Regions from separate parts of the Pan troglodytes genome. Here region 2 is linked to region 1. The links are chromatin contacts, called in public Hi-C maps. All regions are on one chromosome and are shown on one strand. Each heading gives the region's core, a stretch centred on a gene start, on an enhancer-like site or on the middle of the called end of the contact. The rest is flanking DNA. Distances are from core to core; before and after follow the strand shown.

Region 1 (2,990 bases), core at 61-2,560:
ATGTTTAAATATTTTTCCTTTATCATATCTACTTCTTAATTTGCTTGTTCTACAAAAACACGTGCTTTTTTTTTTTTAATTCATGAGGAATGTTATCCAATTTGCATTTGTTCTCTCAGAGGTTAGTTAAAATAACAGCAACAACAACAGAAGGAAGAAAGAACAGAGGGTTGTATTTGATTCATTAATTATTTATTCACACAAGTTAATCATTTAGTGGATGTCCTTTTAAAAGAAATAATCATTTTGCAAACCAGTATTAACACTTATATAATGTCACACAGGTGACTCCTGCTCACCTCCTCTAGATTATGATTACTAGCAAAGAGCTCAAATTAGCAGAGTGAGAGGCAATACAAGAAATTTGCCTTTGTTTTCCTGTATTTTGAAGCAAAAACTCGACATGTTGCTACAACATAAAGGACATTCCTCATATTACTTTTATAGTCATATCCAATAGCAAATAAAAGTTGTTTGGGGGCACAAACCAGTGATCAAGAAGTAGAGAAGTAGATATTGAACCCGTAATAAGTTCAAGGCAGTTTCTAGTCCTGTGGGAAATTCATAGATATATAAGTTCCAGTGAGTTAATGACACCAGAAGCTAATGATAAGCCATCCAACATCTTTGTTCCATGTAACCTCAGACTAAATTTAGTCGCTTTTTAAAATGCATCTGTCAGAGTAATTTAACATGTGATTGGTAAACAGAGAGGGGCCTATTGCAGATTCAGAATAAATCAGTAACAATATTGGACAATAGTCCCCACTATGTTTCAAAAGAATGTCAGTAGTTTGCATTTAACAAACTACTGATTTTGGACAACAGCACCTACTCTCTGCTATCTGCAATCACAGAAGTCAATAGAGAAAATGGCACAGGCTATGAAAAGACTAGTTATAATAGGAGGCCCACTGCTATGCCGGGGCACAGCCACAGAGCAACTGATTGCACAAGATCATCTATTCAGCCTTTAATGAGCTGTTGTTAGCGCTTCGTTCAACCTTCCACTAGTCACCAATTATGTTTACAGTTAGCAGTTTGAGTACATATTTACTTCTCTAGAGAGAGGGTTCATGTGCAGAATGATGGTGAACAGTTCACAGTATGGCCCTCATGCCCTAAATGTGCAGACTCCAGGAGACCCTGCAGTATAGTTAGATTTTCACTAGAAAAAAAGGGAAAGAAAAAAAAGAAGGAAAAACAATATGGGGAAGAAGGCTGGAAAGCACAGCAGAGTAGGAGTGGAGGGTGTGCACTGCCTTTGCTGTCCCTAACAGGAAATTACAAATCCAAAAGGCTTGCCCTGTGACTAAAGAAGCATTTGTTCCCGACCATTAAACCTGGCTTGCTCACCAGAAGGATTTTACAGTCCCTTTGACCATGTTGAAAATTTGAGGATGGAGATAATCCCTTTCACTCCTGTTTTTGTTAGTTTGCAAAACCGTTTGAGAGATTGAACCTTGGGCATTTGTCAGCGAGGTCTAATGCACATTTTGCTCTCTTTCAATGGGTATTCAGCAGATTTCAGATCTATAAAAATTCTACTTAGTTGTTGCCTATTTTCTGATCTATGGGGGCTGGGCAGCTCAGCGTTATCTGAGAGGTGCCAGCTGTTGCTATTACAGACAGCATTCAATGGTTCATTTATCTGAATATGTACTGTTACTCCACAAGATCTCAAGGAAGGAGACTTTGTTGTAATGGTGATGTACTTCTTTTTTGATGGAGCTCTTGAATAAATATCTTTCATAAAAGGCTCTATGAGTGACTGGAAGCATTTCTTATACACATACTGACTTCAGCAGCTGAGAGATATATGAACACCCCTTGTATATCCTTACCCGTACCAAAAAATATATGTTGTTGAAATAGCAAATATCTTTCTAACTGTAGCATTGAATATTACTCAGGTTATGTAAGTTAAAAGCAATAACTACATTCATTAATCTGATTGCAAATAACAAGTTCAATTATTAGATGACTTACAGAATGTGGAACAGAATGTACAAAGCTGATTCAAAAGTATGTGGACTTCATTAAAGCCATTTAGTGTGTTTTAATTAGTAAATTACAGTCTTCTGACCTCATGAATGTTAGAATTTAATACACTTGCTTTTCACAGCAGGAGCCTGAGTTTAATCATCACTTTCATTTAAACTAACACAAGAAATCAAGGCCTAGGGTTTACTTAAGTCACCAAATATTTTTGCTTTAATTCGTAAAGTGGAAGTTCTTTAGTCATGCAAATAGTTCTTTATTCATAAAATAGCTATTCTCCCCTCTCATGGATCTTAACTATTGTCTAATAATTGTCTCTAACACCCATGCCTGTAGATTTAAACATCCTTAGACACTTGGTTTAAAGAAACTTTCAAAAGTTTCAGAATAGGGGGTTATGATTGTGGCATTTTTATAATAAATGTCTGCTTCAGGTGAAATCATTCAAGTATCAACTACACAGCAGCAGAAAGAAAAGTGAAAATGATGTTTCTATTATCAATAATACAAGGCTGGCCAGAGAAAAAGCTAGAGTGGGGAAAAAGAGTTGAAGTCTGAATGGGGCTGAGGGCCAAGGAAGAGTTTGGTAAGTGATGCGCAGTGATAGGAGTCAGGGTTATCAAGATGCAGTGAAACAAGAAATACAGCTACCCACCTGAAGGGCTGGAAAATGCCCTATGAGAGGACAAGCAGTTTTAACTTGACCCTGAAATGTTAGAAGCAAGTTTTAAAACAGTAAATACAAAATTATGAGGATGTAATGGCATAATAAAAACTACTAATTTAGAAAGAAGAAAAACCTGCTGAATAGGCAAAAATCTAAATTGCTAAATATATTATAGAATGTCATTTCACTACCTTAGCATATGCAAAGTAAACTATCTTTGGCTAATAATAGTGTTCCCAGGTGGTGCCTTACTGGATCTGTTTTAAGAATTGGATGAGACATTTCACAGAATCTCAGATGAGGGAGGGGACATAGCCACTCC
Region 2 (3,200 bases), core at 562-3,061, 290 kb after region 1:
TACCTAGATAGACAGACTGACACTGGGTCATTTTATTTGGAGGAAATGAGATTTTAAAAGATCTCCAAGGAGAGTGATTCTTTCTTTTTGTTAGCATCTGCCAGAAATTCAAGGAAAGCTAGAAAAAAGAACAAGGGGTAGGTACAGTTGGTGGAGAGGAGGAAGAGAAAAGAGAAGCACAAAAAATAACCTTGGAGCATTTTAGAAATAAAAATATGACTAGGTCTCATTTGAGTCTCTCTAGCTCACAGTACCTGATAGGGGTCAAACTCCCAAGGACTAGGGACTCTTCTTTCCAAATTTCAATCTCAAATTATTTTAGAGTTTGCCAGAGCTGCACAGAAAAAAAGACTTTGAAGTCAATAATCAATTTGAAATATCCATTTTATGCCAGGTTAATTCTCTCCCAACCTCTGTGTTTAACACTCCTACTCTTAAATATCAGCCATTTGGCAAATTCCTTTTCTTTCTGCTCTTCATATCTTGTGTTGATTTATATCCACATTCCAGGAAAGGCTCAGTAACCAACCAAAGTTCTAAGATTGATTTATTGCCCTCCATGTCAATTAGAAGATCCTTACAGAAAGTCTTCTATCAGAAACCCTCACACACAACCTTGATATGTGTGTGTGTGTGTGTGTGTTGGCATGAAAACACACACACAAACACACACACACACACACACAGACACGGGAGGAGCAAGGAGAATGCAGTACTGTGTACTACTCTCTGAGAGCCATAATCCAACAACCTTTCTTTCAGAATTAAGGACTCCCAACAAAACTCTCAAGTGCAATGCAACAGCAATTACAATAGCGAGAATACTTCCCAGAAGTCACTAATGCCATGGGTGAAGTTAGGCTTCCTTGATAAGAGAAACAAGGTCCTAAGAACCGAACAACATTTAACCAACACCACTGCTGCTTGACAGGGACCAGAATTCCCTTGAATTTTGTTAGCTATAATGCCAACCAGTCAGTAAAACAGGGACACACACACACACACCACACACACACACACACCACAAGCCTGCAGCATCAGGAGCTGGAGTTCAAGGAGATCAGGCACACACACACACACACACACACACACGTGTAGACGCGCGCAGCAGAAAAGTTGCCCGAAAGCCCTACCTGAGGATGGCTGTGTCCCCCTGCCTCACGGTGATGTTGTCCGTGCCTCGGTTAAAATCCACGCTGCGAACAGGCAGTCCTGTGGGAAGAAGGCAGAGCAATCTCAGTAGGACCAGTGGCAACTGTTTCCGATCCGGCTGAACTCTCCTGACCATGGTGGCCACGCCGAGGTGCGGGTCCGCGGGGTGCTCTGGAGGGGTGCGCGCTGCTCGCGAGGAGAGGCTTCACCAACACGGGGCTTTCATGCACAGCGAGCGCAGAGCGGGCTTTGCCAGTTTACGGTCTTTTCCACTTTGCCTCTCTCTTTCCCTCGCTCAGTCTCTTTTCCCTCTAAGACTTAACAAAGCCCTCATAAAACCCAAGCAGAAGGGTGAAAAGTAAAAGCAACACAATTTCAAAAGAGAGAGTGCAAATAGCAAGCCCTCTGGAAGAGCTGAAGAGGAAGCCAAAGGAAGGGGTTCTTGTTTGGTCTCTCTGTGACTGGATGCTCCTCTGCCAGTGTCTGAGCTGAGCTCCTTCGCTCTGTAACCCACTTTCCCAGGCTGGCGGGCGGGCGGGCGAGGGAGCCGGCACCAAGCCTGCCAGTGAGTGTACAGAAACAGCCACACAGCAGCAGCAGCAGCAGCAGCAGCAGCAGCAGAAGCAGCAGCAACCCAGATCCTCTCTCCCCCTCCTCCCTTTCCTGTTTCTCCCAGTCCCTGGCGCTCTCTCTGCTCAGCACATCCCCCCCACCCCCCCACCCTCCCCCCACCCTGCTGGTTTTCAACAGCCCCATCCACGTCATCCCCTCCGCCCTCCCCTCGACGTGGCCCCTCGCTTTGCACAACTGCCCCCTTCAGCAGCAGCCAGCCTCAATGAAAGCCTGATGCGCCTTTGGGTTGTCAGGACGACAGCTCCATCTGAGGCCTGGCTGATTTCCTTAAGAAGGGGGAATGGAGCTTAGAGGTACTGTTCAGGAGAGAGGGGAGAAGGAGAGGGACTTAAGTTATAAAAGAACAGGAGAAAGAGTCCAGGAAAGGAGAGGGAAGGGGTGAGGAAAGAAGAAAAAGGAGGTGGGAAGGAGAGTTGCAAATGAGGGGAGTGGGACAGAGGACAGGAAAGCATTGAGGTGGGGAGTGAGGGTGGGGAATGTCCTGAAAGATGGGAGAAGGAAACTGAGGAGAAACTTGACAGTGGAGTCTAAGATTAAAAGCCAAAGTTGATTTCAAACGAAACATTCTTGGCAACTGGCTTTGCGTGTTCAAATCTTGTTCATTCTTTCCTCTTTCCTGCACTTTCTCTTACAGGATTAAAATGGTTTATTTTCTCTCCTTCCTTCATCCCCTCCCCCTCTTGGAACCCCTTTATGAAAGATGGATTGGAGACAATGCTGGTATTGAGTGGTCTGGGGTGTGAATGCTTGGCTTGTTTTTTCCAAGTGCCAGCCTCAGCAGCTGATCCCTGATCCCTAAATCAACTTCACTCTCCAGGAAACTCTCACTCAATCCTACACATGAGTAATGGTATTAAGGATTACTATTTAAAGGGCACATTGAATTGCTACCCAAGTTCCTCCTGGCACTTACTTCTCAAAATGTTCATATGCAAGGAAGGAGATTTGTAAATCAGAAAGCTTGTCATTTGCAAGGAGACACTAAGTAAGGTTGTGTGCAGTACTCCTGCTAATGACAGACAGGTTACCATCATTTGTCACTCCTTTTATTCCATGAGCCAAGCAAGTGATGAGGACCATAAAGACCACTGATAGTCACTCAAGTGAGAGCCCCACACTCTTGGACATCTCCCTCATTACTGATGTTAAGGATAAAAAATGTGTTTGTACCAGCCAAGGACTTTATTTTTCTCTTTTTTGATTATATTTATTTAAATAATGAAAGTATTCATATGGTACAAAAACCAAATGGTACAAGATGCTATAGAGTGAATTGCAGTTTTCTTCTTCTTCTTTTTTTCTTTTTTTTGAGACGGAGTCTCGCTCTGTGGCCCAGGCTGGAGTGCAGTGGCGCCATCTCGGCTCACTGCAAGCTCCGCCTCCTGGGTTCACGCCATTCTCCTGCCTCAGCCTCC

Evidence for each region. A called contact is a pair of places that touch in the nucleus more often than the background predicts.
Region 2: a contact with region 1 is called in a Hi-C map of stem cell-derived neural progenitor cells, with 4 times the contacts expected there. The contact joins the promoter of LSAMP here to the enhancer-like site in region 1. A contact is called at or near these places in 2 of 7 Hi-C or Micro-C datasets (blood and stem cell-derived neural progenitor cells), 1 of 1 datasets of contacts at active chromatin or transcription factors (stem cell-derived excitatory neurons) and 1 of 1 other capture datasets (stem cell-derived neural stem cells).

What each region holds. Positions count from the first base shown.
Region 1 is chr2:119,484,566-119,487,555 of NHGRI_mPanTro3-v2.0_pri, forward strand. The region is part of intron 1 of LSAMP (limbic system associated membrane protein); the gene reads right to left. Among named protein-coding and RNA genes, the nearest start is that of LSAMP, 290 kb to the right of the region's middle. Within about 2 kb of position 1,311, at least 10 of the 24 cell types and tissues checked have an H3K27ac peak or open chromatin away from gene starts, as enhancers often do. A contact at or near this core is called in stem cell-derived neural progenitor cells, where this site is marked.
Region 2 is chr2:119,771,325-119,774,524 of NHGRI_mPanTro3-v2.0_pri, forward strand. It overlaps LSAMP (limbic system associated membrane protein), which reads right to left and starts at 1,812. Exons shown (of 9, transcript XM_016941692.3): 1 at 1,134-1,812. The coding sequence starts at 1,288.